Linked DNA regions of Gossypium hirsutum: region 1 is linked to region 2. A link is a contact called in public Hi-C data. All regions are on one chromosome and are shown on one strand. The core of a region is the stretch at or near the end of the contact, and the rest is flanking DNA. Distances in the headings are between cores, read along the strand shown. Region 1 has its middle 32 kb from the start of LOC107910726. Region 2 holds the start of LOC107910303 (cytochrome P450 81C13).

Region 1 (6,274 bases), core at 3,309-5,808, 280 kb after region 2:
GATCGCCTAAGGCCGCACGGATTGCGAGATGAAAGGTCTAGCCCCGTGACATTAGTACTCTCTGAAAATCTCTTCTCATTTCTTTTCCTTTTAATTTTTAGCAATCTAGGATAAAAATCACACTAAAACAAATATTATTTGAAGTAAAAAACTAAAATGGGTAGTAGCCCAATAGTTAAGGAGTTAGTACTCTCTTAAAATTTGAGTTCAAGCTGCCTCCTCCTCCCCAATGGTTTTTTATATTTCCCCTTTTCAAATCCTAATAGAATTTACTTTCCATCTTCCATTCAATCGTTCTCTCTATCAGTTTCGTAATTGTCATCAAATAGCATCCTTAACTCTTACAAAGAATCGGCAAGTACATCTCGTTTTCGATGTTTAGATCTTGAATTTTCATAATATTGTCAAATCTTTTACGATTCTTGCCAAATCTCTTTTACATGTGATTCGGAGCAAACTATGTTTAGGAATAGGACCACACGATCTCCCACATGAGCATGTGGACCACACGGGTGGACCACGCGGGTGGACCACACGCCCCCTTCCCCCACAACCATGTGGCTAGCAAACTTTAGGCTAGTTCGTGAACCACATAGCCAAGACCCTTCCACATGGCCATGTGACTTCTATTTTATAGTTTTGCCCAGAAATTTATGTTATTTGCAATTTAGTCCTTGGATATTCTCGAAACTATTTTTAGTGTTTTATTTTATTCAATTAAGTTCCTGACAAGGTGAATAATGTTAGAATCCATGATCTGATTGACTGAATTATTATATATGCATCATATGTGAATAATATATGTGTATGTTGCATCTGTATTTTTTATTGTACATTCAACATGCCTCACGATACAATTAAATCGTATCCATGAAAATCATATGTTTTGCTACGGTACTGATTAGTTAAAAGCATATATATTGCTTCCATATTGATATGTATAAGCATATTATTTGTTATCATTTTGATCTGTAATAAGCATGCCATATTGCATTGCATGGGGCGAGACGCTTTGAAAACAGGAAGTTCTGGCAAATTAATAATCTGCAACTCTGGTGGTTCATCCATAGATTATCTGGCAGTTTTTATCTACAAATATGTTGTGCATTCACAACCATCTAGCAGCATATTAACCTACAACACTGGTGGTTCATCCACCCATTTTCTGACAACTCTTATATGCAATTTTGTTGTGTATCCACAACCATCTGGCAACATATTAACCTGCAACATTGGTGGTTCATCCACCCACATTCTGACAGCTCTCATCTACAATTATGTTGTGCACTCACAACCATTTGGCAACGTATTAAACTGTAACTTTTGTGGCTTATCCCCAACCCGATGTGTAGGGATGGACGAGTTCTGAGGAACTCTTATTATGGTGTGTAACGATGGGTGGGATCTTTTCTATTAAACCAAAACTATATTGCATTCATAAAGCATGTGCATACAATTATGAGATTTTTGAGATGATACATATACATATACATATACATTGTAGAGTTTATCTGATATTGATATTCTGAAACTGCCATTGTGGATTATTCTCTGTGATGTGATTTTGCATGCTAATCAGTTATACTAATTTGTTTGTGATGGAACTCGCATTGAGCTTCATAGCTCACTTCTCTTCTTTTTTGTTTCCATCTTTACAGATAACCCACTAGGTTAGGACGCAGACACGACATCCAGAGGGTTTCGACTCAAATTTAATTCATTAAAATATTTTAGATTTATTATTCGATATTTTTACATTTCAAAAATTGTATCGTTTTATTTTGGAACTGTGACATGAGACATAGGATTTGGGTTTTTTTATAGCCTGCATGACTTATAATTTGACCTTAGGACATCGAAATATGGATTTTAATTATTATTGCATGAAATATAATTTTTATTTAAATTAAGTTAATTGTCACTTTTCTGCTTCTAAGTAATAAATTAAATCTTGGATAGTAAATAAATTAAAACTAACTAAGTTTTCAAAAGGTAAAACACTGTTACAAGAAAAGTCGATTTTTGTTAACCCATGAGTTGTTTTTCTAAAATAAACAAATGTTTTAATATGTCCGTTTTAAAAACTCTAATAATTTACTGGGCCATTTCCATTGCTAATTTAATCTTTTGAATTCGGGCCTAATGTTTAGGTCGGGTTGAAGAGGTTACAAGAGGAGGATATTGCTTCCAAAAAGCCAATTCTTATAGCATTTTCAGGAATTACCAAATTTTCAAGCTTTAATTTTTAGGTTTTCAATTCACCTCATTTTGTCTTATTACAAGTTTATGTAAATTTTATAAAGGAAAAATAAAATTTTGATCAACGGAAAATAGGATTATTGAGGATATTCTTACATTTCAAAATCCTTTGATAATATGATATTACAAGTAATTACAATATTTAGTAATATAAGGGTAATCTCAATACTATCTATTTTTAAAGTAATCTTACATTACTTGGTAATGTGAGATTAGTAACAACTTTACTCCATACATGATGACTTTAATCCATTTTCGTTAAACCAAAACAAAAAATACTAAACCACAAGATCTTACATTTTAATTAAATGAATTAAACATGATACTCGACATACTTGCAAGGACGAATTCAAAATTGAAAGGAGGGGAGAATTGAATTATAATTTTTTGAGATGTCAAAAATATAATATTATCATTTTTTTATTTTTTATTTTTTATTTCATTTTTAGAGGATAAAAATACAAATCCATAATTTTATCATTTATGACTGAACCAAATTGCAATTCCCTCCCCCCGCCCCACAAATTTGCCGATGCATATTAGTAATACGTTAATAGTATTGCATTCTAATACTTATTCTCAAATTTTCATACTCAAATTTCCATTTCTCCAATTATGTCATAGTGCCAAAGAAGTGAAAAGGTGTTTGTCATTACCTTCCATCAATTTTTCAATTCATTTTACCAAAAAAAAAAAGTTAACATATAAGTTGGTATCTAAATTATACTTTTTTTCAATTTTAGTATCCAAATTTTTGTCACAATTCGTACTTAAACTACTTTTTTTTTCAAATTAGTACCTCCGTTAATCAAATCTTTAAGTCTACTTAAAAAAGGCTTAACCTACAAATTGGTATCTAAATTATGTTTTTTTCATTTTTGCACCTAAATTTTATTTTTGGTTACAAGTGGTACTTAAACTAACTTTTTTTCTCAAATTGGTGGTACTCTGATGGTTTAATAGTTAGTTAAACAATTAAGTCTATTTCAATAAAAAAAATAAACACTTAAAAAATGACATAAGGAAAAAAAGAAAAAAATTTATTTTCTCTTACATATGTATTTATTCATTTTATTTTTTATTTTTTATTTATTCAGAATCAAACCGATGGTTGAACTGATCAAGCCACGAATTCCAGTTTGATCAAATACTGAAAAATCATAAAAACAAAAAAAATATTTAAAAATGGAATTAATGACTGACATGTCGACCTTGAGAGGTCAAATTTTGAGTATTGTTGGTATTACCAAACATTATAAAATAAGAAGAAAGGAAAACAAAAGGAAAAATTAAAAAAATAAAAAAAATAATGTAAAAGAAAAAAAAGTGAAATCAAATAATTAAAAATATTTGTTAAGTTTATTCATTGATTTTTTTAACGAATATAACATTTTGGTGCAAAATGAGTAACAAAATAATAGTTTAGGTACTACTTATGACAAAAAAATGTTTAGGTATCAAAATGAGAAAAATAATAATAATTTAGGTACCAAGGTACCAATTTGGGGAAAAAATTAGTTTAGGTATCACTTATGACCAAAAAAGGGTTTAGGTAAATAGATGGAAAAAAAAGGTATAATTTAAGTATCAATTTGCGTTAAGAAAAAAAAAACAAAATGATGCACCATCAATTAGGGGTAATATCAGTTCCGTTTGGTTAGGTTTTTTAGATTTTTTGAACTATCTATCATAATTCGGTTTGGTTTGGTTCAATTTTTAGTTTTTCATATTAATTATTTGTTTTGGATTTTTAGACTTATTTTGACAAAATGAACTATGTTTTATGACTTTTTTCAATGTTATTTGACAAAGTTTCAAAAAAAATCATAAATATCTCTAAAAAATAATAATTTTTCAAGAACTTTTAAATTATTTTCACTATTTTAAATATAAAATATTTATATTTATATTTATATTTATATAATAAAGAATAGAATTCGATTAAGCTTCGAGCAATTCTCATTTTTAAATTTATATTTCATAAACCCAAGTAACCTAATTGGGGTTAATTTTCAATTTTTCTTCAGAAAATGATACAACCACTTAAAAATTACTAAAGTAGAGTAGTTATTTCCAACTTTAAAATGTCAGTCATTTAACGTCTTTCATAAAGCCTTTGAAACTTCAAAAAGTTGAATGGATTAACCAATAACCATGGATTAGGGGTAAAGGTGCAACTTATGCTATAGCCCATAGAGCATAGACCCCAAAATTCATTTAGGAGAAAGTAGATGGGGACTTTCGGCTGAAGAGAGAATTTCGAAATGTTAAAGCAAAACTTGGTTTGACTATAATTTCTTTTAGGCCCATCAATTGCTGCAAATGGCTAACATTGACGTGCACCAACTATCACACTATATGTGTAGACCCAAATCTCTTGGACTTGGTTACCCGCCCACCCAACTCGCCTAAGTGAGGTTTTTGGAATTTTTCCAATAGTTTATTGTAATTTTGGTTTGGTTTGATTCTCACTTGTCTCGTATTAATCTTTTCTTGTTTTGTATTTTAATTTTATTTTAGTAAAATGAGTTTCGTTTTACAGTTTTTGAATTTTATTTGACAAAGTTTTAAAATCATTTTCATAAATATTTTTAAAGAATAATAAATTTTCAAGTAAATAAAAAAAATCAATAACTTTTATATGATATATTTTGAAAAAATATATATAAAAATTTTAATTTATTTTCACTATTTTAAACCTAAAATATTTATTTTTATATTATAAAATATATTTGGGTGGTGCTCTGAGATCCTTGGTGCCAGCTTGTAAAATAAATAGTAAATATTTATTAGCACATAAAATGTAATACTTCTTTTAAACGAGAATTACCTAAACTTGTAGACATAATATGCTCACGAGTTCAACCTGAAATATTATACAAAATTTAAAAGGCGAGATGATTGCCAAAATGATCCATACAATCAGTTTTAACTCTTCCTAAACTATTACTTTTTTTATAGTGTATATGCGATGGAGGTTTTTTAACTCTATGAAATTGTCATTAGTCTCATTTATTTATTTTTTTAATTTTTAATATCAATTATGATAAACTCAAGTGAGAACGAGTAAAGGGAAACAGATAGGAGATAGTGAGATACATTGAGATGTTGGGCATTAATGTTATATAAGTTGGATGGATATTTAGAAGTTGTTATCCATTGGTACAAATGCAACCAAAATAGAATGATGTTCATACCCTTATCATTACATTCAACTCCAACATCAATTCCAGTCTCTGAACATAAGAGATAGGGTAGGGTTGCACACTCTGGGTTTTGCCAAATTAGACCCAGAGATTGGTTGGTTTTTGCCGCCAATATTAAATGACTTGGGTGGCAGTATTGACCCCCTAATGCCCTAAACCAAAAAAAAAAAAATCTACCAATGGTGCTTTCTTTTTGCCCATATAGAGGGGTAATTGAGGCCTAAATTTCATTCACAGATAGCTTGTATTGGCTTTTAACGGTAATCCCATAAGACCCCACTGCCAACTAGGGTTGAAATTCAGCCTGAATTTTGCAGGTAAGAAGCCTATCACTAGGACCACTGTACCCCCAACTATGTCACAAACACTTATTGACTGCCATTGGCTTTTCTTTTTATCTTTTCCTCACTGTTTAATACAAACTCTTGATTAGTTTCAAATGCTGTTTAAGCAGCTAGATCAGCATCAAAATGATTTAACATTAAATTTTGGCAACAGTGGTTCATGTGTCCATTTCTTATATTGTCCACATCTGTGTTTGAATCTAGTGGCACTGGCGTGGTTCATTCAATAATTTTTGGCCAAGGCTTTTGAGGTCCCCAAGTTCGACCATTCTTTGAAAACACATTTTCCATCAAAAGATCGAAAAAATTTATCCTTGCATTAATACTACTACTACTTACGTACGCATGTTAAAGCATTACAATGAGTTCATGAGCCGTCCACATTAGGAGTTTGATTGTATATAATCGACATAGCACAAATTACAATAGGCAAAGTTAATTGCAAAAAAACAGAGGGCCAAACCT
Region 2 (6,167 bases), core at 366-2,865:
CTTGTTTTATCGTTGGCATTGCGGTGAGAGCGAACTCCACTCGACATTTTAACTCAGTATTCGACTGATTTGTTGTCAGGAGAATTTAAGAAATTAAAGACTTCACTGGTTTCCTCGTAACGCGTTTTTCTTCTTTGAATCTCAATAAAGAAGTGCATTAATTGGCCTTTCAAGGATTTCTGAATTAATTATCTCACCAACTAAACAGTCATAATTACTTATTTTGGTCCCGGAATTTTTCTTTCTCAAATTCGATCATGAGGTTGGCATAAAAAATATAAGAAATATATATTTTAAAAATCCAAAAAAATATAACTCAAAATTTAAAATTTAAAATTTAAAATTAGTTAAAATTTCAAAACATATATATAAAAAATTCGAAAAATAAAAATTAAAAAATTAAAAATTGAAAATATAGAATAATCAAAATTGACTTCTTTCAATTATTATTATTATTTTTCAATTTTTTGAAAGTTAAACTACTTTTTTTTTCTGGATTTTTATATTTTCATTTTTTTTTTGTAATTTATAAAATTTAAAATGTGTTTTTATTTTTTTATTGTTTGAATTTTTTATTATTTTTGAAATTTTATTTATATTCAATTTTTTGAATTTTTAGAATATATATTTTTTAAAATTTATTAGAATAATTAAAAAAGACATGTTTTGTTGCTCTTTATCCAGGTGTCACGTCCGTGGATGATCACATGAACAAATTATGTTAACCGTAAGAATCAATATACCAAGTCATGGAGCAATTTGACTAAAAGAAAATTCAAGGGACAACATGGCCTATCCATATTTAAGCCTAATTTATAAGAATGATTTATTAGTCATTTGAAAAGACTGATAGGAAAAAATTTTCAGACTGAGTAGAACCAGTCTTGATAAAAGATAAAAGCATGGAGCCACAAAAGATAATGACATTATTTAATAATTACATATTGCAGTGTGGGTAATTTAAATAAAAAGTTATATACGAAAATGATTTTTCTTTTTGCAGTATTCCTTCAGATTTAATGGTCACACCACCTTTCAATCATGACTCAATTATTGTATTTTTTAAAATATAATTGTTACCAACATATATTTTTTAAAATATTCGTAAAAAATATAGGTATTCGTGGAAGAAAAAGAGAAAAAAAAGAGTATTTTTTAGTAGGTGTCACTGTCTTGAGCAGCATCGGAGAAATTTACAAAAAATTATTATCTTGTCAAATTGAAAAAGAAATTATCAGAAATTTTTATTGGTGTTATTAGGTAAAAAAAATATTTTTTTGGTGTCGTTGTGTTGTTCGGTGACATTGGTATTAGATAATTAAAAAAATTAATTTTTCTTTTAGTGTCACCAAATTGTTTGTGTCATCTGATTGTCTGGTGGCATTGATGAAAAATCGGTAATACCTATTAAAAATGTTTTTTTCTCTCCTTAAATATCTGTATTTTTTGCAACTATTTTGAAAAATACATATTGTCCCCGTCTATGTACCCAAAAAAATATTTTTATTTTTTAAAAATCATCGTTTGGGTGGTACTGGGTCTGACCGCACTATGTCTATGTACTCAAGAATTTGATGCTATAATAAACAGGCCATGATTTTTTTATCGAAGTCAATAGTGATTTTTTTTTTTTGAGTCATTTTGGAAAAAACAAAGGCCTACACTGTGTCCATCTACTCAAGAATTTGATGCTATATAATTTCAGGGCCTCTCCCTCTTTCTTCAGTCAGTGTCTCTAAACAAAGCGTTCTTCATATGGTTTTCCTGTTTGTTTCCATGGAAAACCTGTACCATTACCTTGTAATCATCTTATTCATTCTTCTCACCATCAAGCTTTTGATTCATAAAACCAAAAATTTACCTCCGAGTCCCTTTTCTCTGCCAATTATTGGCCACCTTCACCTCATCAAAAACCCACTTTACCAATCACTGGCCACGTTATTATCCAAATATGGCCCTGTTTTATATCTCAAATTCGGTTGCAGACATGTCCTTGTTCTTTCTTCTCCTTCTGCTGTTGAAGAATGCTTGACCAAGAATGATATAATATTTGCAAACCGGCCTCGTACTATGGCCGGGGATCTTATGACGTACAACTACACTACTTTCGTTTGGGCTCCTTACGGATCACTTTGGCGGAACCATCGCCGTCTCAGCGCTGTTGAGATCTTCTGTTCTAACAGCGTTGAAAAGTTTTCTTCCATACGTGAAGAAGAAGTTGCGGACTTTGTTCGTCGCTTGTTTGAGGTCTCATCAGGCAACGGCACCCAAAAGGTGGACTTGAAGTACTTGTTTTGTCTCTTGACGGCGAATGTCATGTGGAGGACGGTGGCCGGAAAACGTGGGGTCGAGGATCCTAAGGACGTGGAGGCAGAAAAGATGTTCTTCACGGAATTTAAGAGCTTGTTTTTTCCGAGCCTAGGGACCAACATATGTGATTTCTTCCCAGTTTTGAGGTGGATTGGTTTCCTAGGGATTGAAAAGAAATTGAAAGAAATACATAGGAGAAGAGATGAATATCTTCAGAATTTAGTAGATGGGATAAGATTAAATATAAGTAAGAAGAATTTTTCGCTGATTGAAAGGCTTCTGTCTCTTCAACAAGACGACCCTGACTTCTGTCCCGATCAAGTCATCAAGACCATGGTTTTGGTAGGTTGCAACTTGCTTTTCAGTCTTCTATATCAACTTGTTTCTAAATTTGAAAATTTTAGTAAGTAGCATTCAAATTCATTGACTATGGTTTTGGTAGGTAGCAACTTGCTTTCTAGTCTTCTATATGAAGTTGTCTATAAGGGTATTGTGTAAAAGTAATAAGTTATATGGCGTGATTAGAAGATTTTAAAAATAATAGTCAAAATTTTCAAAATACCAAAAATACATGATTAAGAATATATGACTAAATTCATAATTTATGTATCATATATGGACTAATAATGGAATTTGACCATATGACATTATAGATTTTCACACTTTTTAAGTGATGGCAACAGGAAAGGACGGGTCGTTTTTTGTCCTCCCCAACCCGACCCGATGCTCTACTGTCATGTCCAGACTTCAAAAAAATTGTAATTAATAATATTTTCTCTGTCTGAGTAGCAGAACTGGGTACATTAAACTTTTCATATGCCTTTATTTGAATATATGTCACATAAAAAGATAAAATGTCCGAGTAACATAAAAAAATGGGATGATCTTTGTTTGACAGTTTTCGTTGAAGTTATGAGTAATCTATCAAAGCAAAAAGTGGGAAACAAATTATCTGTTTTCTAACATTGGCTTGCAACAGATGATGTTCATTGCAGGAACTGAATCTACGGCTATTACAATGGAGTGGACAATGGCACTCCTGCTGAGTCATCCAGAGGCTTTGCAGAAGGCAAGAGACGAGATCATTCGCCATGTTGGACATGAGCGCCTGCTAAATGAATCAGATCTTCCCAAACTTCCATACCTTCGTTGTGTTGTAAACGAGACACTAAGGTTATATCCCGCAACACCGCTTTTATTGCCTCATTGCCCATCTGAAGATTGTGTGGTGGATGGATATGAGATACCTAAAGGCACAATACTCTTGGTCCATGCTTGGGCCATCCAAAGGGATCCTAGCATATGGGAGGAGCCAACCAAGTTCAAGCCTGAAAGATTTTATGAGGGAACTTTGGAAGACAAGGAAGGATTCAAATATCTTCCAAAATATCTTCCATTTGGACTTGGAAGGAGAGCTTGTCCTGGCAGAAACATGGGCTTACGGTCCGTTTTGTTGGCAATTGGTGTTTTTATACAATGCTTTGAATGGGAAAACGTAGGGTCAGACAAGGTGGATATGACACCAGATACTATTGGATTGTCTATCTTCAAGGCTAGGCCTTTGGAGGCTTTGTGTCGCCCACGGCCTGATGTGATTAAACTTCTCTCCCAACTTTAGAGCGTTCATCGTTTAGTATCTACCCAATTCCAGATTAGCCATTTGATCTTTTAAATGGCATATATTATGCACTTGAGCATTTAAACTGTTTTGTTTTGATATTTAGATTGATGCTTGTTAGAACATTTTCAAATATTTATAGTATTTTAATAACTATAAATGAATGGGTGTAATTAATCAAAAGATAAATCTTTTGATCATTGGTCAAAAGTTATATCATTTGATTTTTAAAAAATAATTATAACTATTCAAACAATATTACAATATTACTTGAATAGTTATAAAATTAAATGAATAATTATTATTTATCTATTCATAAAGACACCTATTGAAAAATGTCTTTACGAAGAGACATGAAAATTCCTATAAATAGGAATGAAATTTCATTTGAAAAACACACCAACAAGTTCTAAAAGTTTTTTCTATCCTTCCTCATTTTCTAATATTATTAGATTGTTTTATAAAGAGTTATTGCGGAAATTATTTATAGAAATTGAGTTTCTTGTTATAAATTGTTTAGTGCTTAGTGGACTATTCTCGTCAGTGCAAAACACTAATAGTAATTGGTTTCATTGTATCATTGAGGTTAATTTTCTTGAAACCCATTTGCACACCGAAAATAGGTGGGGGCGAATATAACTTTAAAGATAATGGCTTGATACACGCCTTGGAGCCTTGTCCTATTTTTGTTTTTGTTCGAGTTCCGTTCTTGTGTTTGAGATTTTCCTCATCGGAGATTTGTACTAACAATTTTAAGGTTATATTTCATGATGACTACTACAACACATGAAAGCGAAACACTAAGGGAGTTGGCTTCTAACTTGTCAAACTTGATCAGTTTGATGGTGGCAATTTCCAATGATGGCAGAAAAAGATGCACTTCTTATTATCGACTTTGAAGATTACCTATGTTTTGGATACTCTAAGACTTGAAGAGAATGAAAACGAATATGTTGCTGCAACCCGAGAAAGGAAAACATGGGACAATGCTGATTATATGTGCATAGGCCACATGTTGAATGGTTTATCTGATAGTTTGCTCGACACCTACCAAAACGAGGTCACTGCTAAAGAATTATGGAACAAATTTGAGACAATATACATGACCAAAGATGCTACAAGTAAGAAATTTCTTGTTAGTCATTCAAATAATTATCAAATGGTTGATGGTTGTTCTGTTATGGAACAATTCCGTGATATTGAAAAGATGCTGAATCAATTTAAGTAATATGATATGAAAATTGATGAAATGATTGTTGTATCCTCCATAATAGACAAACTTCCTCCATCTTGGAAAGATTTTAAAAGAAGTTTAAAACATAAGAAAGATGAAATATCTTTTGAGGCTTTAGCAAATCATCTTCGTATTGAAGAAGAATATCGAAAGCAAGATCAGAACCTAAATTCTAAAAATGCCAAAGTGCATGTTACGGAGGAAGTGCAGACTACTAAACCATTCAAGAGAAAGTTCAAACAGACTGATAGAGCACCTAAGTTCAAAAAGAAATAAAAGGGCTAATGCTATCATTGTGGTAAGCCGAGACATTTCAAGTATGAATGTTGATTTTTAAAGAAGAAATCATCTTCTAAGGCTGATAATAACGAAAAGTTCGTTGCAATGATATCTGAAATTAATATGGTACAAGATGACAATGCATGGTGGATTGATACCAGAGCAACTAAACATGTGTGCAAAAACAAAAGCATGTTCACACAATGTGAAAATGACAATGTCTTGTACATGAGAAATTCTTCCATCGCAACAATCAAAGGCAAAGGATCTGTTGAACTACAATTCAATTCCGGAAAGGTTTTAAGCTTGAATGATGTACTTTATGTACCATAAGTTAGAAAGAATTTAGTGTCTGGAAGTCTATTGGATAAGTTTGGTTTCAAACTTGTTTTTGAGGTAGATAAGTTTATTTTGTCTAAGGGAGAAATTTTTGTAGAGAAATTATATATGTATGAGAGCATGTTCAAACTCAATATTATTAATAAGGACAAAAATATTATTTCTGCTTATATGGTTGAATCTTATTGTTTATGACATTATAGATTAGGTTATTTGAATTATAAAAAATTGAATGACATACACAAGTTAGATTTAATTCCTATTTTTCATAATAATATTGAAAAATGCAATACATGTATATTGAATAAAATTACAAGAAACCCTTTCCTTAAGGTTAAATGGAAAATAAAATTGCTTGATTTGATACATAGTGATTTATGTGATATG

Evidence for each region. Hi-C and Micro-C count contacts between places; a contact is called where the count stands out from the background.
Region 1: a contact with region 2 is called in a Hi-C map of leaf, with 2.4 times the contacts expected there. The contact joins the enhancer-like site here to the promoter of LOC107910303 in region 2. A contact is called at or near these places in 2 of 34 Hi-C or Micro-C datasets (both in leaf).

The regions. Positions count from the first base shown.
Region 1 is chrD02:17,682,598-17,688,871 of Gossypium_hirsutum_v2.1, forward strand. No RefSeq gene overlaps it. Among protein-coding and RNA genes, the nearest start is that of LOC107910726, 32 kb to the right of the region's middle. Within about 2 kb of position 4,559, at least 3 of the 9 cell types and tissues checked have an H3K27ac peak or open chromatin away from gene starts, as enhancers often do. A contact at or near this core is called in leaf, where this site is marked.
Region 2 is chrD02:17,408,148-17,414,314 of Gossypium_hirsutum_v2.1, forward strand. LOC107910303 (cytochrome P450 81C13) reads left to right here and starts at 1,616. Exons shown (of 2, transcript XM_016838113.2): 1 at 1,616-2,652; 2 at 3,290-4,029. The coding sequence starts at 1,756. The coding sequence ends at 3,928.